Regions from separate parts of the Mus musculus genome. Here regions 2, 3, 4, 5, 6 and 7 are each linked to region 1. The links are chromatin contacts, called in public ChIA-PET, HiChIP or PLAC-seq and promoter capture Hi-C maps. All regions are on one chromosome and are shown on one strand. The core of a region is the stretch at or near the end of the contact, and the rest is flanking DNA. Distances in the headings are between cores, read along the strand shown. Region 1 holds the start of Jund (jun D proto-oncogene). Region 2 holds the start of Zfp869 (zinc finger protein 869). Region 3 holds the start of Unc13a (unc-13 homolog A). Region 4 holds the start of Bst2 (bone marrow stromal cell antigen 2). Region 5 holds the start of Cilp2 (cartilage intermediate layer protein 2). Region 6 holds the start of Abhd8 (abhydrolase domain containing 8). Region 7 holds the start of Ankle1 (ankyrin repeat and LEM domain containing 1).

Region 1 (4,147 bases), core at 433-2,932:
CGTACTGGTCGGGGTAGTGGTCACCAGCCCGTTGGACTGGATGATCAGCCTCTCCAGCTCCGGCGACGCGAGTTTGAGCAGCCCAAGATCCGGCGAAGCCAGCAGCCCGTCGGGGGCGCCGTCGGGGCGCAGCGCAGAAGGTGCAGTGGCCGACCCTGGTTTCAATCCCGCCGCTCCCTGCTCCGCCAGGCTGAGCGTCAGCGCGTCTTTCTTCAGCATGCTGCTCGTCGGGGGCGCCCCGGGGAAAGCGCGGCCCGGGGGCGCGAAGCCACCACCGCCGGGGGCCCCAGTAGCACCAGCGACGCTCGACGCACCCGCAGCCAGGCCGCTCAGCGCCTCCTCGCCATAGAAGGGCGTTTCCATCCCCACCTTCCCCCGCCGCGCTCGGCCCCGGGGCGGGGGGAGTGGCCGCGGCCTCCCCGGGGGGCCCCGTATGCCCCCCAGTCCGCTGCCCGTACAGACCGGCTCCGATGCCGGCCGCTCTGCCCCGCGCCGCCCGCGCGCACTCTTATAGCCTCGGCCCCCGCGATGAGCTCACCGCCCCCGCTCGCCATTGGCGCGAGGTGACGTCGTTGATTTGCATAAAGGGGCGGGAGCGGGACGCCCTCGCCTGGTGGCGGCCGCTGTTGCCAAGAGCGACGCTCGCTACATGGCACAACAACGCGCTGCATTGTGGGTTGACGTCATGGGGGTGGGGCTGAACGCGGTTTGGCCGGGTCACCACGCCCAGCTTGGATTGCCGGGCAGGCTCTGTCCCTACCCTGCTGTTTCTTGCCTCTCCTCCCTTTCTCTTCCTCCCCTCTTTACTTCCCTCTAGATCTTGCCTCTCTGTTTCTCAAACTGGACCTCATCTGTGCGTCTATCTCTCCCCTGTCTCTGGCACTTCTGTGGCGTGATGTGTGGAGCCTCATAAACCCAGGCCCTCTGTGAAGCCACGCCCCGCGTCACGCCCACCGAAGGCACGCCCCTCGGGGGCCGGGCGCCGGCCAGGGTTCCTCCGGCTGGGAGCTGGCAGGTGTGGGCAGGAAGGGGGAGGCAGAGGAGGGTCCCTTGGAGAGTCCCCACAACTACTTAGCTCCTTGTCAGTTTCACAGGGTGGAGTCGAACGCCCTAAAAGCTGACCTCCTGCCTTTTCCTTGGGGAAACTGAGGATGGGATGTGTGGAGTCCAACTGCAGCCAGGGTAGCCATCAGTTGTAGGTTTTTTTCTTGATCTCGGTGAAAAAAAATTTTTTTAATCTTTGTTTTGGGTCAAGACAGGATCTCATCCTCTAGACTCCGCTATTCATGAACTTAACTTCAGTCCCCCTGTTTCATATTCCCAAGTGTGGCAGTAACAGGCCTGAGTCTCTTAACCTCGGCCTACAGATCTCGGTTTTTATTTTACATGCTGGTGTGTTTGTCTGTGTGGTTGTGTATCTGTGTTTGTCTGTGTAGGTATCTGTGCTTTGTGTGTGTGTGTGTCCAGGAAGGTCAGAGGAGAGTTGGGAGTCTGTTCTCCCCGGTGTGGCACTCTGGCTGTCCGACTTGGGTGCAGTCACGTTTACTTTCTAAGCCTACCCTATGGCCCTGGATTGGGACGTTTTGAAACAGAATCTCACTCTGTACCCCAGAATGACCTCCCGAACCCCCCAAAATCTCACCTCAGGCTTCTGGATGACTAATATATGCCATTGTGCCTTGCTTCGGTTTCAGTTATTAGGACACCCTGTACCCTAGCTGACCAAGACTGAGGGTGATTTCACTGCCTCAACGTGAAAGACGTGCCCATCACCTCATCTTAGCATGAGATTTGAGTCTTGGGTTTGTTGAGTTTTACTTTGTGTTTTGAGCAAGGATCTCTCACCTTCCAGCTGGGGCTGGCTGGGAACTTACAGATGTGGACCTGCTAAGTGCTAGAGTTAAAGGGCACTATGCAAAAGCTGTAACCCAGGTTGACCTGGGGCTCCTGCTGATGGAAGTTCTGGGGTGAGCTTGTGGGGTTTTTTTTGTTTTGTTTTGTTTTTGCCTTTGTTTTGAGACAGAATTTTTCTGTAGCTCAGGCTAGACTTGAGAAGTGATCCTTCTGCCTTCTATGTGCTGTAAGGACAGGCATTTACCACACATTTGTCCTCCCAAGGACAGAACTAGGGTGCCAGGCCTCTGGACAGCCATGGCAGTACACGTTTTTACTCTTGACTCTTCTAGAGCCTGAGGTGGGTCCCAGAGTGGAGCCTGCAAATGAGAATCCGGACTGGTAATTACCCTCTTAATTAGTACAGTATGCCACCAGGCCTGATGCAGGCTTTTCTGCTTGCTGGGAACGGAGGTGGAAGAGGTGGGAGCAACAAGTCCCAGCACACTCAACACAACCCTTAGAAGACCAGAGAGGAGTCTCATCCCTTCTCTGTGACTCCTCTCCAATCTGTACCCCATTGGAGCTCCTTTGCACCTCAGGACCTTCGCCCAGGCCATTGAGGCCTCAGAGGGTTCTCCCCCCTCCCCCCAAACCCCCGCCCGAGCCTTGACCAGTTGTTGCCTCAGAGAGCCACACACCCAGGTTTTATCCCCTTTTGTAGGCAAGTGACCATCCAGAAAGATAGAGTGGACTCTCCCCTCACCACACACGTGGGGTTTGCGCTTCGCGAGCCATATCCCAGCCAGCACCCCCTCCCCCGCCCCCCGCCAAACGACTGAGCCAGCTAGTGCTGGCCCAACGCCAGCCAGCCCCCGGCGCCAGGCCTGCCTCTCCCCGGGGCCGTACGGAGCTTGGCGGAGCGCGCGAGGCTCCGCCCTGACCTTGGGACTTGGCCTTGGCGGGTGGGGGATGGGCGGGCGTGCGCTCTGGAGGCGGTGGTTTGAGCTGACTGGGGACAGGTTTACGTACCAAATTAAGTTTTACCTCTGTTGAGACTCACTTTCCCTATCAGGCAAGGAGAGCATTTTGTAGTGGCATGGAAAATGTAAAGAAATAGTAAGACCTGAACATTTTTGGTTGCTTTTCGAGACAGGGTTTCTCTGTGTAGCCCTGGCTGTCCTGGAGCTCACTCTGTAGACCAGGTTAGTCTCGAACTCAAAGATCCTCCTGCCTCTGACTCCCGAATGCTGGGATTAAAGGCGGGAGCGGCCTGTCCTGACTGACTTTTTTTTTTTAATTGTATTTCTGTAGGAAAAGGGCTTGTTGAGAGGCTGGGGAAGGACCTCAGCTTTCAGAGTCTGTTCTCTCCCATTCTGTGGGTCCTGTGAACTCAAGTCAGCTCTCAACAAGAGCAACAAGAGCCTTTACCCGCAGAGCCATCTCGACACCCCATCAGTCATTCTTCAATTTTATTATTTGGAGAAACTTAACCTGCTGGTCTTGGGGTGCCCTTAGCCTCTGGGAAAAACTCCTACTAAACCTTCAAAACAACTGCAATAAGGAGTGGAGGGATTCAAAAAGTCTCGGGGCGCTGGGTTGGGCTGGAGGCCATGCAGTGCGGCTGGTCAGTGGGTGGCAGAAACAGCGCCCACTCTGGATTCTGTTTTCGCTTCTGTCTTCCCTGGTCAGTGTCTGGGGAAGTGACTTGTACGGGACGCATGGCCCAGCGTGGAGACTGTGCACCCTTCACATTGAACCTGAAATCTCGTGGGTGGGCCTGTGTTCGAATCCCCAGGTTCTCAGGAACCCTTCCACAGTGCGAAGATAAATTTGACTTTTCTAGTTTGCGTTTTCAGTCTTTCCTTGATCAGGCAGAAACCAATGATCAGCTTCATAAACCGGGAAGACAGAAAGGGGGCCCCTGGGAGTGGCTGAGGCAGAGAGGGGACTGTCCCAGGAGTGTGAGGGCAGAGCTTGTGGGCACCGTCCCCAGGTGGCAGGGCCCGTGGGGCGACCGCATTCCTGAGGTCGGGTTACCGAGAAAACCCGGCCTCCCGCCCCTCCCGTGCTGCTTCCGCCGGCGCAGGCCGAGACCGCAGGTGTTTGCGCGGCTTCTCCGCCAGGCCCCATGTCCTGTTTTCTGGGTTGCTGCCAGCTCCCTCCAGCCTCATAAAACCTTTTTAAAATGAGGAAATGAAGCGCACCCTCAGCTTCCTCACCGGTCCAGTGTCTCTGGGATGTTTGTTGATGACTAGTTGACAGTCAAGAGTTACCATAAAGGGCTCTCTCCCGGAGAAAACCTTCCCATATC
Region 2 (4,147 bases), core at 1,151-3,650, 980 kb after region 1:
TGAAAAGTTTGCAGTCTACATGCAGAAGATTATTATTATTAAGATTATTATTGCTCCAGATTGCCCAAAGCTATTTAGGGAGACCCTGTTTAAAAAACAAAAAAGCAAAACAAAAAAAAAAAAACCAAACCAAGCCAAAAATCTTCCCTCAAAAAGCACATATTCACACAAAGCCACAGTCTCCTGTACAACAGGTGGGTGTGGTGTTCAGAGAGGGCGCACTGTGGCCCTTTATGAATTTCATGTGATTGGTTTTTCTGCATGTATGTATGTGCACCGTGCATGCCTCTTCCAGGGAGGTCAGAAGAGGATGTTGGATCCTGTAGGGCTAGAGTTACTGTGAGCCATTATGTGGGTGTTGGAAATTGAACCCAGATGCTATGGAAGAGCAGTCAGTGCTCTTAACTTTGGAACTATCTTTCCAGCCACCTCCCCCAAGTATACTTTATTCATACATATAGATTGTGGAGCAAAACTGCACAACTGCAAGAGTGCATTTATCCTTCTAGAAATGGACCAGCCAGCATACATTTAGCTGATTGGTTCATATTAAATGATATTAAAGAATAAAATCTTTGAAGTTTCTATGAAGAAGGCTCTCAGATCCTACCTGGCCTTGTTAGTAGTGGCCTACAGCACAGAGGGCAAGAGGGAGTTAGCTCAGTCAAGCCTACCAGGTGGGTTGTGAGTGACCCTCAGTGGAATGGGGCTAGTGAACGTGCATGTGTGCATGTGTGGTATATGTGTGAAGTTAGCCGTGTAGGTGCATTTACACAATGGAGTACTACTCAGCTATTAAAAAAGAATGAACTTATGAAATTCCTAGGCAAATGGATGGACCATGAGGCAGCTTCTCTTGGGCAAGAATCTGGAGTAAATCCTTGGATCCCAAGTGGATGAACTCCTAATCAGTTTGATTTGATCCAGAGCCACTCTCCTTAGCTATCTGCTTATTTAAAAATTAGCTATCTCCTGTCTTCCTTCACTATTCTAGTGTGGTTTGGTCATTTCTGTGGCCTCGTGGATACAGGCATCTTCAATGTGTAAGGCTCCTTCAAATACTGAAAGATCCTGGCAGAATGTAAAAGGACACAGAAGCCCTGAAATTGGCAAGATAGACGTCAGTGTTAGCAGAACTAGCTTCACTGATTTAGAAAAATAGAGGTGCACAATGCTCTGGCCACTTCTTGAACCTGTGTGTCTGCCAAAGTTCTGACCAGGTGTGTGCCCATTGCTGCACCTTCATTAGACTCTTTCCTTGTACCCCTCCCATACCCATTTCTTGAGAATAGACATTGTTTAGATCTGGAAATCCCCTAATCTCCCCCTTCTCCTTTCCCCCCTGAGGGCCTATAAAAACTGGGACCTCTTTCCCCTCGAGGACAACTCCTCTACCCCTGCGTGGGATATGAGTCGTCCCCAGAGCTCTGGCTTTCCCCGAATAAAGCCTCATGTGGTTTGCAACAAGCTCGGTCTGTCGTGAGTTCTTGGGTGTCCGCTATTGTCCTGAGGCCTGAGCGAGGGGCTCCTCTCGGAGTCTTTCAATACCTTCTGTTGACCTGGAGTAGTCTGTGATTGATACTGGAAGTTTTTCAGGAAGTATATCCCGAATTCCTGGTTCTTTGGCTTCCACCTCCTTTGTTGGGATTGCAGGAAAAGCAACACCACCTTGGTCTTGGAATGGGTTCGCTTCTCTGCTTAAAAAGAAAAGGTGCAACTTGTTATAATTGAGCAATCTTTGGCGTGACTTGCTGAAATTCCTGAAACCCGGAGGACATCAAGTCTTGTTTCGATGTGATAGGGGTTGGGTTGGGCCCTGGTCTAGTTGTGAGGCAAAGTGATCACTGCCTTGGGGAGTGTATGTAATAGACTGTGCACAAAAACAAGGCTTCCAAGAGGAAGAACCTTAAGTACCTACTGAGTGCAAGAAGACAAGCTGTGAAAGTTCTGGGATGCACAAGGAAGTCCTGCTTCAATCAGATCGTCTTGAAGCAGACTTGCATGAACTTGGGTGAAAGCCAGAGTTGGGAAGGTCTGTGTGGTCCACGTCTTTTAATTTCAGTTCATCCACTTATGGGAGCTGTCATTCAGATTTCACTAGCCAATCAGGGCCCTGAGGGCAGGACATTCATTCACAAGGACCAAGCGAAGCTGTTCCTGTCACTCAGGCCCTCGTAGGGCAGTGCTAGCCAATCAGAACCTTCAGGCCAGGCCACTCACTCAAGAGCGCCTAAAGGAACTGCTTCATCATTCAGGGCATGCTAGCCAATTAGAGCAATGGAATTGAGTCATCCACGCAGCTGCATCTAGGGAACTCCTGTCAATCAGACTTGTGGTGCAGCTCTAGCCAATCAAAGCTTCGGGGCAAGATGTCCAATCAAGAACACCAGACGAGACGAGAGGTGGGTCCTATCCGCCGCCATGCTGCAGATTCTGTTCTTAAGCAGGCATCGCGTGGTCCCGTGAGCTGCGGTGTGATCGCCGCTGCCGGGAGCTGTAGGGGGAGCGCAGGCGAGCTCAGCAACCGCGCCATGGTGAGCGCGGGGCCGCTGTCCCCGGATGGGGAGGAGCGGTCGGCTGAGCCGCGTGAGCCGGGGTGATAGGTCCTTCCCGGGGTTGGGGGAGCGGTGGGACCGGCCGGCCGAGCGGACACCCTGTGCGTTCCACTGGGCGACGTGGGCCCCGTCACTGGCCAGTGCTTGTCTCGGAGGACTCTAATCACTTCCGCTTTTCCAGCCATGTCTGCGCAGAGCGCGGGGAGCGGAAGACTCCTCCTAATCAGGGGGTAGCTTCCGGGTTGGTGACGTCACCGCCCAGTGCTGGCGCCCTGTTTGTGCTTTTGGTGTCGCACTTATGACTGCTGTGTTCTCTGCGCTGTGGTCTAGACGTTGTGGGCTTCGTAGGTCTAGCATCAAGTGTGAGTTAATTTTGTGAAATTCTCCGAGTCTTTGTCCAAGAGTTTCTTTCGGATGGTGTCCCAGAAACAGTTCTAGAAAAGATTGTACTACTTTATCAAAGGTCAGCTTGTCTCCTAATTTAAAAAAAAATTTTTTTTTGTGGATCTGTTTATTCTTCCTAAACAGTGTGTTGTCTTGTGTATTTGATTGGAAATGTTACGAGTGTGTTGTGGGTTCGTCTACATTGTGCTAACCATTTTGTGTGTTTTTTTAAAAGTATTTTACATATAAAATTCAGCAATGTCTTTTATGTACCTGATAAGAACTTTTTAGCATTTTGTGGGAATTATCTTAAATCTGTAATTGAACCTGGGAACTGACATTTTTCTGATTGTGTCTTCTGGTCATGAGGATGTTATATCAGAAACAGACAAATATGTTTGTGTATTTCCACAATTTCATAATTTACTGAATAGAAAGTAAAAAGGTGTCACGCCTCTGGTGGTAATCTGGCCAAGGCTATTTTTCCAAGATATTTTATATTTCCAAGATATTCTATCCAAGGTTCAATTTTTCCAAATCCTAATTATTAATATTTTTTCATATCACACGGTAAATATATAATTATATCCACATATGCTGTTTACACAACCAGCATAAGTTAAAGAGGCTGCAGCAGAGTTCAGAGGGTCCCAGAAGTTGGCGAAGAGAAATGCAAGCAGTGTTTCAGTTGATGAGAGAAGTTAGAACACACGACTAGTGAGCCACAGGGGGAGAGCTTTGAATGAAGCCCGAGGATGTCAGGTTTGAAAGTGGCTGTAGTGGTCTATATGATATGAAAGGCAGACTGACTGGTCCTGGTGAACTGACAGGGACTCAGTTGAATTGAAGCTGCGTCCCTGACTAGATCCTTGGCTCACACAGGTATCAGATGATAGGCTGGTTTCAGGCCGTGCCATCCTAGTGCTTGGTGTCCATCCCTTTCTGAGGCCAGGGGAGGGAGATGCATCCTTTTGTATCCTATGTATGGTGTTTCGTTTGCACCGCTTGTATGCCTAGTGCCTGCGGAAGCTAGCAGAGGACATCAGATCTCCTGTAGCTGTAGTTACATATGGGTGTAAGCTGTCATGTGTACTCTGGGAATTGGACCTCTGAAATAGCATCTGTGTTCTTTTTTTTATGATTTATTTATTTTTTTATTTTATGTATATAGTACACTGTCTTTAAACACACCAGTAGAGGTGTATCAG
Region 3 (4,147 bases), core at 1,160-3,659, 970 kb before region 1:
CATGGTGATAGTGGGCTAAACCTCTGAAACTGTAAGACAGCCCCAACTAAATGTTTACTTTTGTAAGAGTTTCCTTGGTCAAGTTCTCTTCACAGCAATAGAAGACTAAGATAGGATAGGGTCTGCCCCTGAGTCATGTCCAGCCAGTCACAAAATATTCTGGGTAAGACCTGAATGAGGCTCCTGTCCCAAACACTCTGTGCTCTAGGAAACTTCTGCCTTGTTCTAGGACAGAGATAGCTGGAGGTCAACCTGGCCTTACATAGATTTTTGAGGCTTAACAGGAGGAGCCCAGTAGGTTGTATGGAGGACAGTGAGCATGGCAGTATTGAAAACAGGAGCCGGGCTGGAGAGATGGCTCAGCGGTTAAGAGCACCGACTGCTCTTCCGAAGGTCAGGAGTTCAAATCCCAGCAACCACATGGTGGCTCACAACCATCCGTAACAAGATCTGACTCCCTCTTCTGGAGTGTCTGAGGACAGCTACAGTGTACTTGCATATAATCAATAAATAAATCTTAAAAACAAAAAAAAAAAAAAGAAAACAGGAGCCAAGGACACTAAAGGAAGGAGCTCAGGCTGCGAGGAGCTGGCTCACAGGTGGGAGTGGAGGCTGCGCAGCGCAAGACAGGAGGCTTAGCTGTCTGGGGCAGTTCACTCAGGGCCACCCCTATAAACAGTGAGGAGGAGTCTAGAATTTACACCAACACATAATTAGCTCAGCATGTGAGCAAGCATGAAGGTCACTCTGCAAAGGGGGAAGGGGGCAGGGGAATTGAGCATCTCAGTGGTTAGGAGTACTGGCTCCTCCAGAGGACCCAAGTTTGATTCCTAGCACCCACAAGGTGGCTCAGCACCACTGCAACCCCTGTGTCAGTGACCTGACACCCTCTCCTGGCCTGTGTGGGCACCAAGCACTGAGGTGGGACACAGACATACAAGCAGAACAGTCACAAATGTAAAATAAATGCAAATAAATTTTAATTAGAGCAGCAGAGGGCTGTGAAGATGGCTGGGTAGCTACCATGCTCCTGAGGTGCCTAAGGGAAGTGGAGGTGCCAGGGTGGCCGCCATTCTGTCTCCAAAGCCTACAGGAGGAGCTGCTGATACATACCTCCAGGCCCTTCTCCAGGAGCTGCCAGTCTAAGCTGTGAGCTTAGGGCCAGTAAGACACTGCTACCAACAGCTACAATGATGAATAAGTGACCTGTGCATGAGGAACAGCATCCAGGGTTGTTCACTGGGCTTACATGCACAGGTGTGTGTGCTCAGACACACTCACATACACACACACTATCAGATACAGACACATACACTCAGACACACAGATACACAAACACACACTCAGACATAAACACATACAGACACACTCATACACACACACTTATACAGACACAGACACACAAGCACAAACACACTCACATAGACACATACAGACACACTCACACACACAGACACATGGACACACACAAACATACTCACATGCACACACAGGCACATGCAAACTCTGTCTTACACACACACACACACACACATTCCACACATGGAAAAAAATCAAGAAGCTCTGCACAATATCCCAGTGAGCTCCTCCTGCCAAGCCTGAAGCCATGAATTCTATTCCTGGAACCCACATAGTGGAAAGAGAATCAAGTCTGGAAAGTTGCCTTCTGATCTCCATGGGCGCTGTGATATGTGTGTGCCTCATTTCTACACACATAAACAATGTAATGTATAAAAAAAATTTTAGATTTATTTTGCTTTCTGTGCATGTCTGTGGATGGTTGGGAGCTACCATGTGGGTGCGAGGAACAGAAGGCTGGGGTCTCTGGAAGACCAGCTGGTGCTCTTAACCTCTGGGCAGCTCTCCAGACCCAATAAACGTGTGTTTTTTGTTTGTTTTGGTTTTTAGAGATAGAATCTCACTATGCAGACTAGGATGGCCACAGACTCGCAGAGATCTATTACGTCCATGGCCCGCAAGAAGTAAAGTTATAAAATGGGCAGAGATATGTGCCTGTGGTAGAGTATATGCCTCATACGGGGAAGGTAAGGCACATGTCTCGCAAGTGTCAGTACCCGGATTAAAAAACAAACAAAAAAACCAATAAACAAACAGCTTCCTGCGGCACTGAAGATGGGGAATTGACAGCAAATAGCAGTTCTGTTACCCAGGAGAATGTAAAACAAGAGCACAGGTTAGGTGGCTCAGAGAGGAAATAGAAACGTGGAGACCTAGGTAGGTGGAGCACGGACAGAAATACTCATCGAGGCTGAGCCAGAAAGCAAAGGGCTTTGAAACAGATACGACCTGGCCTGGACTCCCCGCAGTTTACGAGCCCTTTAAGGCGTCTGCCCGGCCCCGCCCCGTCACGCGTCTCCGGCTCCGCCCACGCCGCAGCGTCAGAGCGCGTCAGGCGCTGTCCGCGCCCCCGGTGCTGAAGCGACATGGCCGGCGGCCGGGCCCCGGCATAAGCCCTGAGCCCCGCGCTGCACCCGCCGCGCTCTAGCCGCCTGGAGTCATGTCTCTGCTGTGCGTGGGAGGTAGGTTCTGCGTGGACGCGGGAAAAGTGCGGGGTGTGCGTGGATGAGCCGAGTCGGGCTGCACAGCAGGGGGACCCCCGGTGCGCGCTTCAGGGCGCACTTGGATCAGCCCTAGGTGCTCTTCCTGTCACTCACACGAGTGGATGAGGGACTCGGGGCGCCTGTGTAGACGGTTTATAGGCCCTGGTTGGGGCTGAGGAGACGGCGGACCGTGCGCGCGAGGGTGGGGCGTTTAGGGGTAATGGGCCCGGACTGAGCGTAGGAGCAACCTCTCCGATCCCCAGTATGCCCTAAACAGTGCAGCAGGCTCCGCGGAAGCTCGTGGCTCCCTCTTCGCCTCACCCCTAGGGCTGGAGGAAGGGAAGGAGATGTGGGGGAGCAGCTATTTTGGGGCCAAAACGCCATCTGCACCGAGGCCCACGCCCAGGCCCACGCTCCGCATTTGGAGAGTAGGGAGGGAATAACGGGAGAGGTGTGACCCCTGCACCCCTCGAAGTTCCGGGTGGGGCTAGGCACGGCTGCCAGGTAACTCTACAGCGGGAGACCTTGGGCGACCGACTGGCCATGTAGCGATGCGTGCCGATACCGTTGTGAGCTCTAGGTTTGGAGGGTGGGGGGTGAACCCCCTACTCCCTTTCCCCTTCCCACCTCCAGGAAGCTGTGTAAGGAAGAGGGCGAGTCTCCATCCCCTCAGAACCCAGGCGGCGGGAGACCTGGGCGGCGGTGTGCGGATTTGAGCTCCGCGGCTGTGTAGCCCTAGATGGCCCCGCCCCTCTGCCCCTCCCCCTCCCTGTCCCCCCCTCCCCCTCCGCTCGCTGCTCCATTCACAAACCCGGCCCAGCCCGCCCGCGCCCCGCGGTGCATCGCTCTAGTCTGTTGGACGCGGGTGTTCTTAAAGGAGCAGGAACTCTTTTCTCTGACCCTGTGCCTCGAAGGTTCCGACTGCCCAGGATTACTGGGTATCCGCGGCTTCCAGACCTGGGAAGTAAGCGGAGCTGAACGTGAAGGGGATCCTCACCTCGGGAGCTCCCTGAATCCCGTGTCCTCCCATCCTGCCTCCTGGGGCGGGGGGGGGGGGGCGCGTCACCCCAACTCTGACGCAAACCGGAGGCTCAGCTGTGGGGGTGGAGGGCGTGCAGCCTAAGAAAGGAGGCTTCCAGAAAGCCAGGCCCAGGAGACATTTGTACTGAATTCCCTGGATACCATGGTGGGCAGAACAGGGAATGAAGGGTAGGGCTCTGGGGAGAGGAAACAGGCAGAGAGGTAGGGAGGTGCAGGTGGGGCCTGAGTGGGGCGCTGGGCGTGGTAAAGCTGGGCCTGGAGGTGTCCAGTGGACCTGAACTCACCCTCACAGTCAGGGAACACCTTCATTCCAACCACCCACGACCCTCCCCACGGACGCTTTATGGCTAGGGCTGCCATTGGATATATGGGGGCTCCAGGCTCCTCTGCAATGGAAGCTTCCATGTTGCAGATACAGATCTAGATTGTACACACAGGATGCTAAGGAACGTTTAGTATATACACATAGATAGGCAGGAGCTGAGGCTCAGTATGCATAGTGCTTGCTACAGTGCTCATAGCTCAGTTGGTACAGTGCTCATAAC
Region 4 (4,147 bases), core at 714-3,213, 840 kb before region 1:
ACCGAGACTCACCCTCCCTTTGATTAATAGCCAATGCTTCTCTGGTGCAGATGGCTCCTGCCCTTGAAGGAAGCAGGGACCAATATCCTTGAAGTGATAAAAAGCCCACTCTTGGACTCTGGGAAAGAAGCAATTAAGTGTTCCCAGACAGCTGTGACCAGTTTGTAAAATGCACTAGCTTCTGAAAGTGTATTTTTCCTTTTTTCTTTTTACTTTTCCCAGCTCAGGAAAGTCCCTTTCCAGCTGCACCGTTCCACCCCACTGATGTAATCAGGTTTGAAGGATGGCACTTCCTTATCACCTCCCCAGTCAGGTAATCCCAAAGTTTGAGGATCCCAACTTATGCATGTGCATATACATATACATATACATATACATATACATATACATATACATATACATATACATATACATATACATATACATATACATATACATATACATACACATATATTCCAAGCCCCAGGACGAGAGCATCTAATTCTTAACCTTTGAGTAGAGAAGGCTTGCAATCATATAACAATAAAGACTCTCTTTGTTCTTGCATCAAACTCGAAATTCCTGATGTTGTTCTGGGGTTCCTGAGAACTGGGCATAACATTGGCATTTCATCTAGGCTCCGCCCCACAGTTACCTGGCAACAGCCAGGTGTGCCTGACTCACTATAAAAGGGGCTGCTTGCCTCTTCCTCTCTTTTCTCCTCTTCTAGATCTTGCTCCCTTTACCCTCTTCCTCCTCTCTCCCCATTCCCCTCCCACCTCTCTCTCTACCTGTTCCCGGCTAGCCTCTACTCCTCTACTCTCTCTCTCTCTCTGCCTTTCTCTGTCTCTACTAGGCCCTCAACTCCCCTCCCCATGCCCTAAATAAACTCTATTCTATACTCTACATCCCATTGTGTGACTGGTACCCTGGGGGCCTCAGCCTGGGCCTGCAGAAGCACCCTCTTCCCCCACACCATACCACACCCCCATCAAACATATCCCTGGCTTCTTTTTCTTTTTATAAAACACAACACCGAGTCCTCCTATGCAAACTGGTCTTCACAAGGACAGAAAACGTAATCTCTCCATATACTAGTGCTTTGGCCACACAGTTTCAGTCCTGAAGAGAACCCCTTGACTGAATGTGGTCTGCCCTATGTGTCCTCAGTAAAGACTCCATAGTGTTTTGAGGTGGGTACCATTCAGGACATTCAGCGGAGCCAGGGAGGATTCCAGAGTAGTGGAGCACACCTGCCATCCCAGCACTCGGGAGGCAGAGACAGAAGGATAGGAAATCAAGGACAACCCCTATGCTAACTCCAGGTCATGCTTCATGTCACTTTTGCCCAAAGCCAGGCCAAGCCCTCTCTGAGTGCCTGGTGCTCACTGAAACACTCCTTTTTTACCCCGTTCACAGAGGTTTTCCCGCAGGCAGGTTTTCCCCGCCAGGTTGCTCCTGATGCCAGGACAAGAGCTGGGAGGCACACTTTGCTACCTGGCCAGGCTTGGTTTCCTGCCCGCTGCTCTGTAGCCACTATTCTCAATATACAGATTCTCAATAGCTCCCACGATCCTTTCGTGAATGGAGACCCCTGACCTCAAACCTTGGCCTTTGGTCTTCAGTCCACAACTGAACCTTGAAGTCTTAGTTCCCCTTCTAGGAGACCAAACCGACAACCGGCCTGTCTCTGCCTCCCAAGTGCTGGGGTTAAAGGCGTGCGCCACCACCGCCCGGCGGACAGCCACTGTTAAGTCGAGTCCCAAGCCCACAGGCACCAGGTGACTGGCCAGCGAAGGCCAAGAATTTGAGTTGAATTCCAGAAGTTTCTCTTGCTTCTAGGGGCATTCCAGGAAAATGAAACTGAAAGGCTGCAGTTTCTCCACTAGCAGTTTGCAACCCGGCGGCTCTAGAATTGCGTTGGACTCCTGAAGTTGCTATTTGCTAGAAGCAGTGGTGGGGCGGGGTTATGCTAATAAGGGCGTGGCCTGGAAAGGGTTCCTGAGCCCTCTAGGATCGACGGATCACATGGCGCCCTCTTTCTATCACTATCTGCCCGTGCCCATGGATGAGATGGGGGGGAAGCAAGGATGGGGCAGCCACCGGCAGTGGCTGGGGGCCGCGATCTTGGTGGTCCTGTTCGGGGTTACCTTAGTCATCCTGACAATCTACTTCGCCGTCACAGCGAACAGCGTGGCCTGTAGAGACGGGTTGCGAGCGCAGGCTGAGTGCCGGAACACCACGCACCTGTTGCAGCGCCAGCTCACCCGCACCCAGGACAGTCTGCTGCAGGCCGAGACACAGGCAAACTCCTGCAACCTGACCGTGGTAAGCCTGGAATCCGTCCCCTCCAGTGGCTTTGAAACAGCCAAGCAAGTCCCCCACCCCCACCTCGAAGGCCAGCTACTAAAGACTGAAATCCTGGGAGACCTTAGAACTCCCTACAGCTCTGCAATCAGGGGCCTCAGTATCCTCCCTTCCTTTGGTGACTCTCCAAACTTTGTGTAGAGTGCTTGAGTTGGAGAGCTCGAACCTGACTTAGGGACCAGCATTTGGCTTCACTGGGATATCACTCAGCCCTGATTGAATTTTTTGAAACAGGGTCTCCTAAATTGCTCCGGCTGTCCTAAAAGTCACTCTGTAGACCAGGCTGGCCTCAAATGCTGCCTTTCAAGTGCTAGTATTAAAAACATGAGCCACCACACCTAGCAAATTATTGAAACTTTTAATATGTCTCTGAGAGACCTTGTCTGGGAAGCCCGGTTCTGCTGTGTGTTTGTGTAGGAGAATATCTGGAACTTTCTACTAGGGGTTAACTACGAAGAGTTTTCAAACTCCTATGTGGGCACTTAAAATTGCCGTTTTGGAGATTACACCTTGGTAGGACTGGGTGGATACGGAGAGTGTTGGAGGGGAACCTGAAAGGGGCTTTGCTTGAGAAGGTCTCAGATGCCTTTGCCTGGAAGTTTCCTAGGGGCCAGGACAACAGCCAACCCATGTTTGTGCCGCTTTTCTGATCAGGTGACCCTTCAGGAGTCCCTGGAGAAGAAGGTGTCTCAAGCCCTGGAGCAGCAGGCCCGCATCAAGGAGCTTGAGAGTGAGAGGGGGGCAGGGGGAGGGGGAGGTCCAGTGGAGCTGGGAGGGAATAGCTTAGGCCTCCAGGTTGGGACTTGGGGAGAGGTGCTGACCCACATGAAGGGGTGGCAGGGTCATGAGCCCACTGCTTGGAAGTTTGGTTTCTTCCCAGAGACAGACAGAGTGCCAGGGATGAAGGAATAAAGCTTGGGGAGTGGAAGTAGGGGTTTATGTCAGCAGAGAGCAGAGGGTGGGTAGGAAGAACGTTGTCAGGAGGGTGGAGGCCACAGATCTGCTGGGTTTCCCAAGTGTTCTCTAAACTGGTGCTTCTACAGCCCTGCAGAAGGCCTTAGGCTGGCCTTCCTTTGATTCCTTTCTCCTTATTACCCCACCCCCACCCCCTCTGCCTGACCACACTGGCTGCTGTGTGGCCTTGGTGGTTAGATGCATCCCAGGTGTTCCCTTGGGGTGCTCTGGCTGTCCCCGCCCTCTCCCCCTTCTGGCTGCTCACTTAGCAGCAGTATACCGACCAGCCCTCTGCTTGTGTCATCGCAGATGAAGTCACGAAGCTGAACCAGGAGCTGGAGAATCTGAGGTTAGAGACAGCTCTCCCTGCCCACCGCCACCCACTCCCCTCCAGACTGCACTTCCTTCAAAAGCTGGGCTCCACTTGGCTCACACAGTCTACAGCTCAGGTGTGAGCTGTGAAGAAGGCCTAATCAGGAAAGCCTACACCACCACCGTGGGGTGTTGAGGACCTGAGGCTGAATACCCAGCACCCACTTACAGATTGGCTGGAATTATATGATTGGAGCTCCATTCTGGAGGACAGACAGAAATATCCTGGAGCTCACTGCCTAGCCTGGTTAGCCCAAACAGTGAGCTTCATGTTCAGGGAGCAACGCTGAACATCTCTGGCCTACACATGCACCTACACAAATGAACACATAACAGCTTGTACACACAACACCCCTACACACACACACACACACACACAAAGAAAGCCCATCATGTGTCTGAGTGAAGAGTTTCAGAGGGCCGGGCGGTGGTAGTGCACAAACGCATTTAATCCCAGCACTTGGGAGGCAGAGGC
Region 5 (4,147 bases), core at 473-2,972, 810 kb after region 1:
GGGCTGGTGGTGGACGCAGTGCTTGGGCCGGGAGTGCGGCTGGCTGAAGCAGGCGGGCACTGCGCGCGCGCGCTGGCCACGCTGAAGCGACTCTCCATCCCGCTTGTGAGCCTGGACGTCCCCTCAGGCACGCCACCCAGGGACAGCCTGGTTACCCTAGCCTGTTTTTTTCCATCCATCCTAAATTCTACCCCTCTGCACCCCCCTCCCCCAACTCGGTTTTCCTTGTCCAACTCTTTCAACCTCGGTTTCCGCGTCTGCCCCCATCGTATTTCACACCCGCCCTGAGGATGGGAGCGATACAAGTGGCTGTCCCAAGTGACTCCGTGTCCCCTTGGTCCGAGTGCTCAGCTCCACGGGCACCACCCACCACCAGTCCTGTGAGCTCACTCGGCAGAGGCCACGCCTGCCAGGCCAGAGCTGCTAAGGACAAACAGCGCTCAGCCTCTCGTGGGGACTGCGTGGGGGTGTCCCCTAGCTACACTGCTCCAGGACAATCCCCGACCAAAGCCGAGGCATATCTAGTCCTAGGGGGATACAGTAGGTGGTCCCGGAAAAGTGAGGGATTCTGCAGTTGGAAGCCTCTAATCAGAGAGAGGAGCCGGTGGCTCTGGTTAGTGCCTGAGGCAGGAGAGAAGTCCTGGTTGCTGGTTCGTGGACTGGGTGGAACCGAAACTCCTGGTGGTTTGGGGAGAGGGCAGAGTCCTAACAAAAGTACCACGAGGTGGGTCAGAGAACCAAGATGTCTCAGGTCGGAGGGGGAAATCAAATACGATAGGGATGTGGGGGCACAGTTTAGAAGGAGGGGGGTCTCGGGTCACAGTACAGGGTGGGGTAGAGAGGCTGAGGTCAGACCCGAGGTGGGTGAGGAAGGTCTGATTTAAGCAAGGCGCGGTTCCTAACCTCTGCGGAAGGAGACACGGCTCAAGGCAGAGGCTGGGTCTTGGCAGACTAGCAGTGGAAATGGTGTAGTCGGAGGGTGGAGGCGGTTTGCGGTTAGCAGGTCTGACCGCTACCCGCGTGCGTGGAGGGAGGCAGAGCAGACTTGGTCCCGGGCCGGAGGTCCTCAGCTCCCCCTCTTCCGCCCTCAGGCTGGGATGCGGAGGCTGGCGGAGACGCAAAGGACGCGGTGCAGCCCGATGTGCTGGTGTCCCTTGCAGCGCCCAAGAGCTGCGCCGGCCGCTTCTCCGGACGTCTCCACTTTGTAGCCGGCAGGTTCGTGCCTGATGACGTCCGCCGAAAGTTTGGCCTGCACCTGCCAAAATATACTGGCACCGACTGCGTGGCCTCACTGTGAACCGCACCAATAAACATCTCCACCACCTCTCCCCTGCCTCTTTTGTGTACCAGGCCAGGGGGTGGGCGGGTGGAGAGGAGACTTCCCTCCGGGTTTGTGGGGAGGAGCTGCGCCGTGGAGTTTCTTAGAATGGAGAGCAGACCCCTGCTGGGGGGTGGCCTCCAGTACTTAGGACCGAAGTTTAACAATATAGAGAACGTCCAGCATCCTAGGGCGCCAGCAGCTTCAAGTTTCAGACCAGAGGGAGCCAGGCACACAGCACGGGACCCAGTTGGAGAAGGAGGGGGGAACGCAGGACACCGGGCAAGGGCAGTCTAAGGGCGGAGGTACCGCGGGAGGCTTAGAAGACCCAGTCTGGTGTGCGGGGGCGTGGCTTGTGGCCCGTTCCGCCCTTTTAGGTCCAAGCAGCGGCTAGGCCCGCCACAGTCAGATCTCAGAGCTTCGCAGAGCAGTTCGGACCTGGCGATGGCATCACCTCTGCCCTTGCTCTATCTCTGCCTTGCCGCCTTACACCTAGCGGGAGCGCGAGGTGAGATACCTTGGGAACCACCCCCTACACACACACACACACACACACACACACACACACACACACACAAACAAACACACCAGGACGACAGCCGCAGGCACAGAAGCGGGCGGGGGAGCACCTCATGAGCGTCCCAGAGAGCCGGTGAAAGAAACCTCTTCCATCGTCGTCCCAGGAAGGTCCACTTGGCCAAGGCTTTGAATTGTAAATCATCAGGTTTCCAAATCTGTGCCAAGGGGTCGTAGCTGTCTCTCCGCGGGGCTGGTGACAGTCCTATTTCTCAGAAGGCTGGGGCTCCAGGAAGAAGGGGTTTGTCTGAACCTGTCTGCCTTCCTATTCCACCCCGGAAAGATGGAAGGCCAGAGAAACCAAGGACTTACCTGTTGGCACCTTGCGTCCCACCTAGAAAGACCCGGGAGAGTATATGGCAGGAGGGGACTTCCAGGAAGAGACTGCAGCGGTCTGCGGGTAGAGGCAGAGCCTAATACACTCGACTTGTGTTTGATGAACATTTGAGCCTAGAGGTGTAGTGGGACATAGAGTCGCCAGATCTGCGGAGTGACAGGGCTTCAGGGTCCGCTGCTAGTAATGGGAAGGCTTCCTGGAGTGGGTGCTGCTGCAGTCCCCGGGGCTAGAGCTGGCCTCTCAGATCCTCAGTTTTATATCCCGTGAAATGTGGTAGTCAATGTTCCCCCTGTTGCACCAAAAGAGGGGTCTCAGTGGTCCCTATCTTGTGCCTCCTCGAACTCCCACAGATGCCACCCCCACCGAGGAGCACACTTCAACCGCCAGGGGTCTTCAGGGACGGCCGCCAGATACCGGCCAGCCCTCGCCAGCCCTGGAAGATTGGGAGGGTGAGTCACCTCAGCAACCCGCCTGTGTGATCTGGGCCTGGTGGGGTCAGTGGGGAGGGTAGGGAGAATGAGGAGTCCTTGGACATCACAGCTCCTTGGGCCTCAAGGCTCCAAGCTGGAGAGACTAGGGAGGTGGGACCCGGGCTCAGCGTGCGATGCTCACAGAGGCCAGCGAGTGGACGTCGTGGTTCAACGTGGATCACCCGGGAGGAGATGGCGACTTCGAGAGCCTGGCCGCCATTCGATTCTACTATGGTCCCGCGCGGGTGTGCCCGAGACCACTGGCACTGGAGGCGCGCACCACCGACTGGGCGCTACCAGCTGCAATGGGCGAAAGGGTGCACGCCAACCCAGAGCGTGGCTTTTGGTGTCTCAATCGTGAGCAGCCTCGAGGCCGCCGCTGCTCCAACTACCACGTGCGCTTCCGCTGCCCACTGGGTAAGGGGGGGACCCATAGGCCTGGGCGGGCGGGTACAGTACGACCCTAAGGGGCAAGGCCCAGTGATGGCAGGGCACGGGCGTGGCTTAGAGAGGCACACCCATCAGCACAGTGAGGATGCAGGGAGCTGTGCCCAGATTGTAGTAGCTAGTGCACTAACATGCCAGGATCCCATTGGCCCATCCTGAACAGCTCGGTGTTGGGGATGCCTTAAGCCTCATTGTATTGAAGTCCGATGGGGAACAGCAAGGTTAATTAGGACCGCATCTAGCAAGAAGGGGTGTGTGTGTGTGTGTGTGTGTGTGTGTGCAGGTGAGCTCTGTGCAGAACTGCATGCAGTCTGCCCCTGCAGTCAGGGAGGGTGTATGCCGGGGGAACAAGACCCACATAGTTTAGAAAGCCCGCTGACCAAGGTGGGCAGATGCAACTCATCTCCCACCTTGCTCTGCAGAGGCGGCTTGGGGCGCTTGGGGAGCGTGGGGCCTCTGCTCCAAGAGTTGCGGGCTAGGTCGTCGCCTGCGCCGCCGCAGCTGTCAAAGCTCCTCTGGGGACACGTGTCCCGGGAGCCCCCAGGAGGCGCAGAAGTGCGTGAGATCCCGTTGTCCAGGTAGGAGGGATGGGGCCTGAGGAGGGGATGACCAGGGGTGGAGCTTACATAAGAAGGGGTCCAGAGGACTGGACCAGTTGAAGTGGAGGCCATACACACTCTAGGGAAGAAGACTATACAGAGGGGGTCGGTGGATGCTGGGCAGGCATGGGAAGACCTGAAGAGTTATTTCACCTAGTGTGCACACTAAGATATCCCTGTGAAGGCTTCTGCCTTCACTCTGGGTGCATACTCTGGGTGCCCACATTCAGCCTTCAGTCTTTGCCTGTTCTGCTCGCCCACGCAGACACGATGCCCAGGCCCTCCCTGTGCCAGACAGCAGGCCAGCCAGGAGGGGACTGGAAATTCCACTTGGGCCTGGGCTCCACAAACATGATCTGCAGACAGCTGCAACAGGGCCCTCATATAGTTGGGGCACGAT
Region 6 (4,147 bases), core at 1,179-3,678, 770 kb before region 1:
TTATGGTGTGCATTCCTGGGATTGAACTTAGGTCCTGAAGCATTATTTAGCAAACGCCTTTACCTGCTGAGTTATGTCAGCAGCCCCTGCCTTGTCATGAAGGGACCCGTTGTCTGATGGGTCACGTGGATTTAGAGCTGGGGTGTTGGAGCACATGGGGGTCAGATCTGAAATAGAAACATAGAGGCCACAGGAACTGAGAGAGAATACTTTCCTGTATGGGGACACAGAACCTATGAACTAAAAGCCCTGTTGGAGTCCTGGGGTCAAGCAGAAGCCCCAAGATCCCTAACCCCGACCAGTCTTCCAGAACTGTAAGTTAATACATACGTAGTGGTTCAAGAAACGTGAATATTTATTAAGTCGGTAATACTTTGGAATGGCTGGAAACGTAGGGGTGGTGTCTGTGTTTTAATGACCCCGTCTTGCAAAGATGCCTTCAAATATATTCACAGAAATGGATGAGGTATCGCAGGTGCTGGTGGTTGGTAAGCAGCCGTCGACGGGGGATGCGTCTAAAAACCTACGAAGGGACAGACCCCCACTTTCAGCTTGCCCCAACTTCTCGCCCTCGGGCAACTCTACCGGCGTCTGAGTCTATTCCCTGCGACGTTGCGCTCCTCAGTGGCTCAGGGACTTGCGGCCCTTCAGCATGCGACGGAGGATGACCTGCACGCCGGCAGGCGTGCTCAGCCGACGGACCCAGCCGTGCTTGTGCTTGCGCTTGATGTTGCTCGGCTGATACTCGTTTCCGCGCGCGCGGCCGCGAGCCTGCTGCAGGGAGAGGAGAGGCCAGGAGTCCGGGAGCCCCATCCAGACTCTGGACTGGAGATACCTGTGGGACCAGAGGAACCGTGAATCTCAGAGAATGTACGCTGTATGACTTTCTGAGCCGCCTTTGTAATGGGCAGGGCAACAAAAGAGCTTGTTTACAAAAGGCGCTACATAAGTACGCATGGTAGTCTATAGAGACCACCCTTGTTTCCATTCTGGAGCAGGGTATCTCTGAACACTCACCTGCCACTCAATAGGGCCACCGATCTGCAGGCCTGGCACCCAAAGCACCGGGCTAGGAAAGCCATATCCAGCGGCGGGTCAATGGTCCGGTCGTCCGGGTCAATGCCAGTTCCTACACTCTGGGCTCCTTGACAATGCCTTCTGGGAAATGTAGTTCTTGTTGCCGCGGGGCCTTCCGGGAGCTGTAGTTCCACACCTGCAGGTGACGATAGTGGGGTGGGGGTTGGGGGATGTCTGTCCTCAGTGGCATGTAGTTCTCCAAAATGACCAGGAGAGGGCGAACGAATGTAAACTCCTGCGTGTGCGTATGACATTCTGTCCCCCTGGCCTTCTGGGAGTTGTAGTTCTTCGCCTCGGCCACTGGTAGAGGGCGCCCCAGAGTGGTGGTGACGACTCTGGCAGCAGTCTGGAGAACTGGCTGCTGGCCTTTTCACCCGCCCTCATTGAAGACGGGCAGCTGGCACGCAGCGGGCTGGCAGCTTCTTGGCGCCCGCAGCCAAGACTTCTCTTGGCGCGCGGCCCGGATGTCCTTGAGTTCCAGCTCTTCATAATCTCGAAAACTCGTGCGTTGTGAATTTGCTCTGGTTAGTTTAATCCTTCAGGCTGGCCTGGGGGAATTTTCTTCCCGCAGCTCAGATCTGGACTCCTGTTCACACACCTTCCATAGCTCTCCACTGTTTAAAGAAGATGTCCAGACAGCCGTGCCAGCAGCCACAGGAAGCCGTACACACCAGCATTTCTGAAGTTCATGGTCCTTACCATGAACTAAATGGTAAAATGGCTAGTTGTGCCTACAAATAATTGAGGCGATGTGTTGAGTACTTATTGTATGTAGAAGGTGTGTAGAAGGGATGGCGACAAGTGTTTGGGCTGCACCTTGAGCCCATGAGCGAACAGCGCGCCAGGGTGGGAAGGTTAGCCTGGGGCTCAGTCTTGGTGTAGCAGAGACCCCATCACTAGGATGCAATTCCCATTCGCTAGTTCTGCAGCAGCTCTGACACTTCTGACACAGCCTCTGGTTCAAATGCCTGCCTTGATGTTTTGTCTGTTTCCCGACCTGAAAGTGTAGAGATTTGGAAGTGTGCAGAACGAGAAGGTCAAGAGACAGAGGGCATACCGCCTTGCGGGAGGCAGAAGCTGGCTGAGGAGACCCTGTCCCAGACAGAGCACATCCACCACACCCCCAAGCTACTCGCTGTCCCTCGACTGCAAGCCCTTCTCGGTCCAGGCTCTAGCCCATCCCTCCCTCATTCCCCCCAAACTCTTCACAGGGGTGGGGCTGCTGCTTGCAGACCGCGCGCTGATCCTGGGAAGAGAAGCCTCTGGTTGGACGGTTATCTAGGCCAGACGGCTCGCCGCTGCCATAGGCCGAGATGCCTGCCCATCTGCTCCAGGCCCCGCCCACGCTGGGTGGGACTTACAGGGCCGGTTTGCTACGCGGCTGCGGGATGCCCCTGCGTTGACCGTCCGGGCCCGCGCCTGTCCGCGCTAATGCGGCCAACCCCGCACCACCATGTAAGCGGCACCTGCAGGTGGACGCTGGCTTCTCCGCCCGGGACCCCTGCGTCCTGCCTCGGGCCCCGGGCCCCTCGATGACCTCAGGTGAGCTGGCTCTGTTCCCCGAGAGAGGAGTCACCAGGCTGCCAGGCCTCCACTGAGGGGTGGGGGGTGTCGCTGCCGGGGGTGGATAACCGCCAAGCTCCGCATTCGTACTGCTAGGATGCTGCGGAACCCCGGTAGCCTTGACCCCACCGCGGGGGTGACGAACTCCAGGGAAAAGCGGGTCGGGCTGGGAAACAGGACTGGCGCTGCGCTTTAGAGAAGCCGCCACAGTCGGGGTTCCACAGCCTTAGAAATGAGGAGCAAGGCCTGCTTTCCCCTCAAGTGCATCCGGGGCTATCACGAGCGGGGTATTTAATGACCATCACTCCAGCGGCGCCCAGGCCGTGATGGAAAAACGAAGCTGGCCCCATCCCTATGCCTCAGACAATGGGGGTGTGCTGCTCCGGTATCCCCTGGAGTTATGTAACCGCCTGTGGTTGTCATGGACACCGGGGGGGGTGGCCAAGGGAACCGGATGGAGGCCCAGAGCCCCCAGTCAGGTTCTGCCTTTATCTTCCTGGCTGCCACTAGGGTTGTGTACCCTTTGAACACAGGATGCTGAGGGCAGCAACCTCCATCAGTTCTCGATACTGTGCAAGTCAGCTCTAGCTCTCTTCTGAACCTGGAGCCGGATACAACCCGAGTTCTAGTGGCCAACATCCTTCCCCCGCCTCATTCGTCACTAGTCAGATTAACACTAGAGGCCTGAGCTAAGAACTTTGACATTTTAGAATAAGAGCCAGGCTTTATGGGCTGTCATCTCACCACCCAGGAGCTTGGGCACAAGGTTGAGGCCAGCATGGACTACAGAATGAAACCCCGTGTAAAAGGTTGGCAGTGATCGGGGTTCACACTAGTCATTCTAGTACTGGCAGAGGTGGAGGCAGGAGGATTGCAAGGAGTTTGAGACCAGTGTACAGCCCAGGACGACAGAATGAGACCTTGTTTCAAAAACAAACCAATGGCATCATGTTGATGCACATCTGTCACCCCAACACTTGGGAAGGTAGAGGCAGGAGGACTGTGGGAGTTCGAGGTTCCCTTTGGTCTTAGGAACACCTGTATGCTCAACCTGCTACAACTCCGGAGGTGGAAGGCAGAGCAAGGTCAGTCTGGGCAGCATGAGGATTTCCAAGCCAGCCTGGGCTACATGAGTTTCTTTCTCAAAAGTAAGCATGCAAACCAGCTTGCATCCATGCTTGCATAAATCAGTGTGTGGATGAATTTGTACATAAAGATACGGATTTGTGAATAAATGATAAACTCCAGCTGGTGGGGCAAGGGTCTCCTTGCAATGGGCTCTTGCTTTAATGTTTTCTCCTTCTGGAAGCCCCCCTCCCCCATGCTCTCTTCAGTATTGTACTAAGGGACACCCTGAGAACTTGTCTGGCATTGGGGTGTCTGGGGAAACCTGGAAGGGGCTTCCAGGTCCTGCTTACCCGATGCAAGACCAGAGCCACCAACACTGAGCTAGCCACTGTTCCTCTCTCCAGAACACACCATGCTGACTGGGGTGACAGATGGCTTT
Region 7 (4,147 bases), core at 578-3,077, 710 kb before region 1:
CAAAAGCTGGTGAGGGTGGTTTATCTAACAGCCAAGGCAGGATTCCTGGAGTGTAGCCAGACTCTGAATACCACCACCTAAGGACTCACCACGGCTAGCCTGGGCTTCCTGCAGCCGCCGTAGATAGTGTCCTCTGGTGAAAGGTGTGACGGGTCCAGGGCTATAGCCCAGCGCCCGCAGGGCCTGGAGGAGCTGCAGATCCGACATGGGGGGCACCGAACTGTGGGGGTGCAAAGCCCCCAGATCCCCATCACCAGGCAGTACGGGTTTGTCCGTGTCCCTTGCAGTCAATGTCAGGACCTGCGGCTGGCAGTTGGGTGCTCCCTTCCCAGCTGACACAGCCCCACGGGTTACCCACAAGCCAGCCACTAGCTCCAATGCCCCCCCAGGGCGCCCGGGCTGCAGAGAGTCCTCCACTGCAGTGACAAACGAAGCATCGCTGCTGTAGTCTGAGTTCTCGGTGGCCTCAGAGCTCTGGGGATGCACAGCCACCTCTACAGCCTCCACCTCCAGCTCAGCTCTATGCACGTGCAACTCCGAATCTTGAGAAACTCCAGAAGACTCTGCTAAGGCAGGTCCTTGGCATGTTTCAGTTTCAAAGCTACCCTGGGCTACATGAAACGTCTCTGCATATAGATGTATAAATGTATGGATAAATAAGTAATCAGATATAACACAGATATAAACAGGTATGATATAGACATGATAAATGATATAGGTGCGAGATGACTGACAGGTAGGTAATTGGCATGATAGTTATGTGACCGATAAGATAGACCATGGATAGTGATTGACACGATAGATGTACAAACAGAACTGGGCCGGGCAGTGTGGTAGCCCGGTACACCCCCTCAGTTCCTCTCACCTGTGGGTTCTCGGGTCTCATCAGGCTGGGTGGGCGTGTCCAGCTCCTGCAGCACTCGTGCGCAGTTGTGGTGTCGCTGCTGTAGTGCCCAGTCCAAGGGCCTGAGCCCATCCTGTGCAGTCACCGTCAGCAGGGGGCGTCCTTAACCCACCCTCCTGCCACCCATGTGTGCCTGCGCGGGGTACTGACCTGGTCCCGCAGTGTGGGGTCACCTCCTCGGCTCAGCAGCAACTCCAGAGCACCACAACAGCCCCACGCGGCAGCCACATGCACAGGCGTCAGCCCCTCCGCGGACCTGGGATCCCCAAAGACAGAGGAGAGGTGTGCGGCGTTGGTTCCTTTCCTAGGCAGTCTCGCATAGCCCAGGCTAGCCATGAACTCCTGCTCCTCCTGCCTCAGTTCCCCGTGCTGGGATGACCGGTGCCCACTACCATGTGAGACTCTAATTCACGGTCATCCTCTTGCCTCAGTCTCCCAGAGTGCCAGATGACAGTTATGGGACACCTTGTACCCGACCTTGGAAGCAGACATTTCCATCTTAGACCTGACTGACGCCTCGGACCCGGAGCCTGACGTCCAGTGCCGCTGTCCCAAGTCACGCCTACCGCACCCAGGGACCCGGGCCGCGCCTCACCGAGCATTGGGATCCGCTCCCCAGCGCAGCAGCATCCGAAGGCAATGCAGGGCGCGCGGGTGGCTCGCTCTGGCTGCCAGGTGCACCGCCGCAGCGCCATCGTCCAACACCAGGTTGGGGTCCGCTCCGAGGCGCAGCAGCTCCTCCACAGCCCTGCAGGAGGACGAGCACAGTAGACCTCAGACCTCCTGACCACCCGGGGAGCAGAAGGTCGGGTAGCACCCGGACCCGGCCGCCCTCACCGCGCCTCCTCCTCGCGTAGTGCTGCTAGCAGCCTCAGAGCCAAGCATGCAGTATCGGCCATGTCCCATAGGAGTCACCGCCCTCTGCAGTTCAAATTCGCGCGGCAACTGTCTACGCACGCGCAGCCACGCCCACCTCTGCTTCTGGCCCCGCCCCACGCCGATCGGGATTGACTAGCTGCACCCTACGTCCGGAGCAAGCCAGAGGGACTCCAGGGTTTGGTGCGTACATCTGGGATGCCAGGAGAATTACAGCAAATTCCAGGGGAGCTGGGGATAAAGAGCGGGGCCTCTCTTTGTCTTTAACAAAACAAACTCCTGGATACCCCTGACGGACCTCAAGGTATTCAAAAACTTACAGTCATTCTCCTGTCTCAGCCAACCGAGTGCTGGGATCAGACTCCCGAGGAACAGCATGGCACAGCTGAGTTGGCTGTAGCTCTGTGGAGTAGAGCTTTGAGAGGACCAGCGAGACGGCACAGCTGGTCAAGATGCTTGCTGCCAAGTCTAGTGACCTGGGTTCGATACCCAGAACCCACACATTGGAAAGAAGGAACAGGCGGACTTCGACACGTGTGCCTGGGCCGGGAGCCTGCACAAGCACACGCACGTGTGCACATACACATTAATTAATTAAAAAATATAAAGAGCTTCATTTTCCTTATTTGCAAATGGGAGTACAGGGCTCAACACTAAGTGCCCAATAAATGCAAAGGCCAGAAAATCAAGCTGACCTACTTTTTAAATTAACTAAAGTGTGTGGGTGTTTTGCTTGCATGACCAGAAATGGGGCATCGAATCCCCGGAAAGTGGACTTGTGAGACCCCGTGTGGGAGCTGAACCCGGGTGTTCCGCAAGAACAGCTTGTGCTCTAAATGGCTGAGTCATCATAGGCTCCTGGCCTATTTTTTATGCACCGTTTGATCCAGTGCTTCCCAATGCGGGCCCTGCTAACCTAGAACTGGCCTCCTCATGTCTCAGCCGCCTGTATCAAGGTGAGCCCAACTCCCACCCACTGCCATTTTGTTTTCTATAAATGGAGAAGGTGGACAGGTTGAACCTCTGGTCTGACCTGGGGCTGGGGGGTTCCTGGGTTTCCCTTCCTCTTCTAGGGCGCACACCCTATGTCCCCATCCTTGCCTAGGACATCAGGGTTCCAAACCCTAGGCAGTGATTGCTCATGGCGAGACCACATGGCTACACAAGTTCAATCAGATCAGGATACTGAGATTGGGGGTGACAGGTGTCATCAGAACCCACTTCCCACTTGGAGCTGGGACTTTTGTGTATCTAGGAGGTCCCAAATATGACAGCCATACCAGTTCCACTTTCAATAGATCTTCCCTGTTTCTGGAGGACTTTCTGGATAAAAGAACATCTGGAGTGGGTTCTGTAGGATGAAGAGGAGTTTGGAAAGCGCAGTGAACACCAGCCTGTGGGTTACTCGGATACAGCTGAGCCTGAAGCCATACACCACTGCTTTGTTTAGTGCCTGTTTTCTGTGACATTAATAACAGGTCTCAGTGAGCCCAAAGTGACACCAAGGGTGGGCTCAGGGACCTCAGATTTTTATTCCGGTGACAAAAATAGTCCCAGGAAGAATGAATTTACAGTGGACAGAGTGGGATTGAGCATGGGCCAATAATAGTGTGCCTGCGCTCTCCTCATAGGAGGGTGCGGAGATGTCACATGTCATAGTTCACACAGTGGCTTCCTCTTCTCCAGCCTCCTCGTCCTCCTCCAGCAGGCTGTAGCTCGCGTGGGTCTGGCAGGGTCTTTGCAGCGGGTGGGCCAGCAACTTGGCCATGCAATTGTGCAGCTCCAGGGCAGGACCAGCAAGTGCTACCTCATACTTGTAGCTGGCGCCCTTGGTGTCCAGGCTACCCATGAAGGCAAACATGTCCTGTGGAGGCAGTGCGGACTGGTTAGGGTGATCATCAGTGTGGGAGGCACTGCGGGCTGTTCAGGATGATCATTAGTCCTTACAGGCCCTCCCTGTCCCTGGAGGCCTTCCCAGAGGAAGTGACATCTAGAGTGGCCACAAACTATTGCAGTCAGCAACAGTTCCCAGCATTCTATAAGCGCAGTGTGTGGCTTGGAGGCAGCTCAGTGGACACAAAACTACCTCAGAAAGCTCAATGCAGCAGGGCACATTTAAGCCAGAGGCACTCCCAATGCAGGATGGAAGGATCCTGAAGCCAGAGACCAACCAGGGCAGCTGGGGTACAACCAGAGACCCTGCTTCAAGCCAGAGCCAGAAGGGAGGCCAAGGGCAGCTCCCCACAGGAGGACTCTTCTCTGGGTTGGTGTTTCTGTAACCCAGGCTAGCCTCTTGTGTATCAGTTTCCCCTGAGACTGAAACAGTCCATCCTGGAGGAAAGCCCCTGAAGCAGGAAGGTAAACAGC

Evidence for each region. Promoter capture Hi-C pulls out the DNA fragments that hold promoters and counts their contacts. ChIA-PET counts read pairs in DNA pulled down with a chosen protein or histone mark. HiChIP or PLAC-seq counts read pairs in DNA pulled down with a chosen protein or histone mark.
Region 2: a contact with region 1 is called in an RNA polymerase II ChIA-PET map of memory CD8 T cells, with 9 read pairs. The contact joins the promoter of Zfp869 here to the promoter of Jund in region 1. A contact is called at or near these places in 1 of 39 promoter capture datasets (pre-B cells) and 2 of 115 datasets of contacts at active chromatin or transcription factors (bone marrow-derived macrophages and memory CD8 T cells).
Region 3: a contact with region 1 is called in an H3K27ac HiChIP or PLAC-seq map of thymic regulatory T cells, with 6 times the contacts expected there. The contact joins the promoter of Unc13a here to the promoter of Jund in region 1. A contact is called at or near these places in 2 of 39 promoter capture datasets (embryonic stem cells and hippocampal neurons), 1 of 484 Hi-C or Micro-C datasets (embryonic stem cells) and 3 of 115 datasets of contacts at active chromatin or transcription factors (embryonic stem cells, pancreatic cancer cells and thymic regulatory T cells).
Region 4: an H3K27ac HiChIP or PLAC-seq map of embryonic stem cells shows a contact between it and region 1, with 3 times the contacts expected there. The contact joins the promoter of Bst2 here to the promoter of Jund in region 1. A contact is called at or near these places in 3 of 39 promoter capture datasets (embryonic stem cells, pre-B cells and second pharyngeal arch cranial neural crest), 3 of 115 datasets of contacts at active chromatin or transcription factors (embryonic stem cells and pancreatic cancer cells) and 1 of 9 other capture datasets (embryonic stem cells).
Region 5: a contact with region 1 is called in an H3K27ac HiChIP or PLAC-seq map of double positive thymocytes, with 4 times the contacts expected there. The contact joins the promoter of Cilp2 here to the promoter of Jund in region 1. A contact is called at or near these places in 2 of 115 datasets of contacts at active chromatin or transcription factors (double positive thymocytes and memory CD8 T cells).
Region 6: a promoter capture Hi-C map of pre-B cells shows a contact between it and region 1, with 3 times the contacts expected there. The contact joins the promoter of Abhd8 here to the promoter of Jund in region 1. A contact is called at or near these places in 3 of 39 promoter capture datasets (hippocampal neurons, neural stem cells and pre-B cells), 1 of 484 Hi-C or Micro-C datasets (CD4 T cells) and 5 of 115 datasets of contacts at active chromatin or transcription factors (astrocytes, bone marrow-derived macrophages, effector CD8 T cells and 2 more).
Region 7: an H3K27ac HiChIP or PLAC-seq map of embryonic stem cells shows a contact between it and region 1, with 6 read pairs. The contact joins the promoter of Ankle1 here to the promoter of Jund in region 1. A contact is called at or near these places in 6 of 39 promoter capture datasets (the 3T3-L1 cell line, cranial neural crest, hippocampal neurons and 3 more) and 5 of 115 datasets of contacts at active chromatin or transcription factors (embryonic stem cells, memory CD8 T cells and pancreatic cancer cells).

The regions. Positions count from the first base shown.
Region 1 is chr8:70,695,274-70,699,420 of GRCm38.p6, reverse strand. Jund (jun D proto-oncogene) reads right to left here and starts at 1,682. Exons shown (of 1, transcript NM_010592.5): 1 at 1-1,682. The coding sequence starts at 363.
Region 2 is chr8:69,715,155-69,719,301 of GRCm38.p6, reverse strand. It overlaps Zfp869 (zinc finger protein 869), which reads left to right and starts at 2,400. Exons shown (of 5, transcript NM_001039965.1): 1 at 2,400-2,534. It overlaps Gm51532 (a long non-coding RNA gene), which reads right to left and starts at 2,195. Exons shown (of 2, transcript XR_003947396.1): 1 at 1,549-2,195.
Region 3 is chr8:71,670,019-71,674,165 of GRCm38.p6, reverse strand. Unc13a (unc-13 homolog A) reads left to right here and starts at 2,409. Exons shown (of 44, transcript NM_001029873.2): 1 at 2,409-2,540. The coding sequence starts at 2,519.
Region 4 is chr8:71,535,288-71,539,434 of GRCm38.p6, reverse strand. It overlaps Bst2 (bone marrow stromal cell antigen 2), which reads left to right and starts at 1,963. Exons shown (of 5, transcript NM_198095.3): 1 at 1,963-2,307; 2 at 3,001-3,076; 3 at 3,610-3,649. The coding sequence starts at 2,008.
Region 5 is chr8:69,884,967-69,889,113 of GRCm38.p6, reverse strand. It overlaps Cilp2 (cartilage intermediate layer protein 2), which reads left to right and starts at 1,722. Exons shown (of 8, transcript NM_026818.2): 1 at 1,722-1,826; 2 at 2,582-2,680; 3 at 2,846-3,118; 4 at 3,571-3,726. The coding sequence starts at 1,763. Yjefn3 (YjeF N-terminal domain containing 3) reads left to right here. Exons shown (of 6, transcript NM_001353930.2): 5 at 1-127; 6 at 1,092-1,326. The coding sequence ends at 1,297. It overlaps Gm33746 (a long non-coding RNA gene), which reads right to left. Exons shown (of 3, transcript XR_379069.4): 1 at 2,844-4,147; 2 at 2,207-2,520; 3 at 730-2,120.
Region 6 is chr8:71,461,938-71,466,084 of GRCm38.p6, reverse strand. Abhd8 (abhydrolase domain containing 8) reads left to right here and starts at 2,428. Exons shown (of 5, transcript NM_022419.3): 1 at 2,428-2,619; 2 at 4,113-4,147. The coding sequence starts at 2,610. It overlaps Mrpl34 (mitochondrial ribosomal protein L34), which reads right to left and starts at 1,159. Exons shown (of 2, transcript NM_053162.2): 1 at 1,018-1,159; 2 at 332-835. The coding sequence starts at 1,082. The coding sequence ends at 622.
Region 7 is chr8:71,403,692-71,407,838 of GRCm38.p6, reverse strand. Ankle1 (ankyrin repeat and LEM domain containing 1) reads right to left here and starts at 1,827. Exons shown (of 9, transcript NM_172756.3): 1 at 1,742-1,827; 2 at 1,500-1,652; 3 at 1,055-1,160; 4 at 866-977; 5 at 90-626. The coding sequence starts at 1,803. It overlaps Babam1 (BRISC and BRCA1 A complex member 1), which reads right to left. Exons shown (of 9, transcript NM_026636.2): 9 at 3,067-3,644. The coding sequence ends at 3,441. It overlaps Gm39193 (a long non-coding RNA gene), which reads left to right and starts at 1,828. Exons shown (of 2, transcript XR_870504.2): 1 at 1,828-1,963; 2 at 2,120-2,491.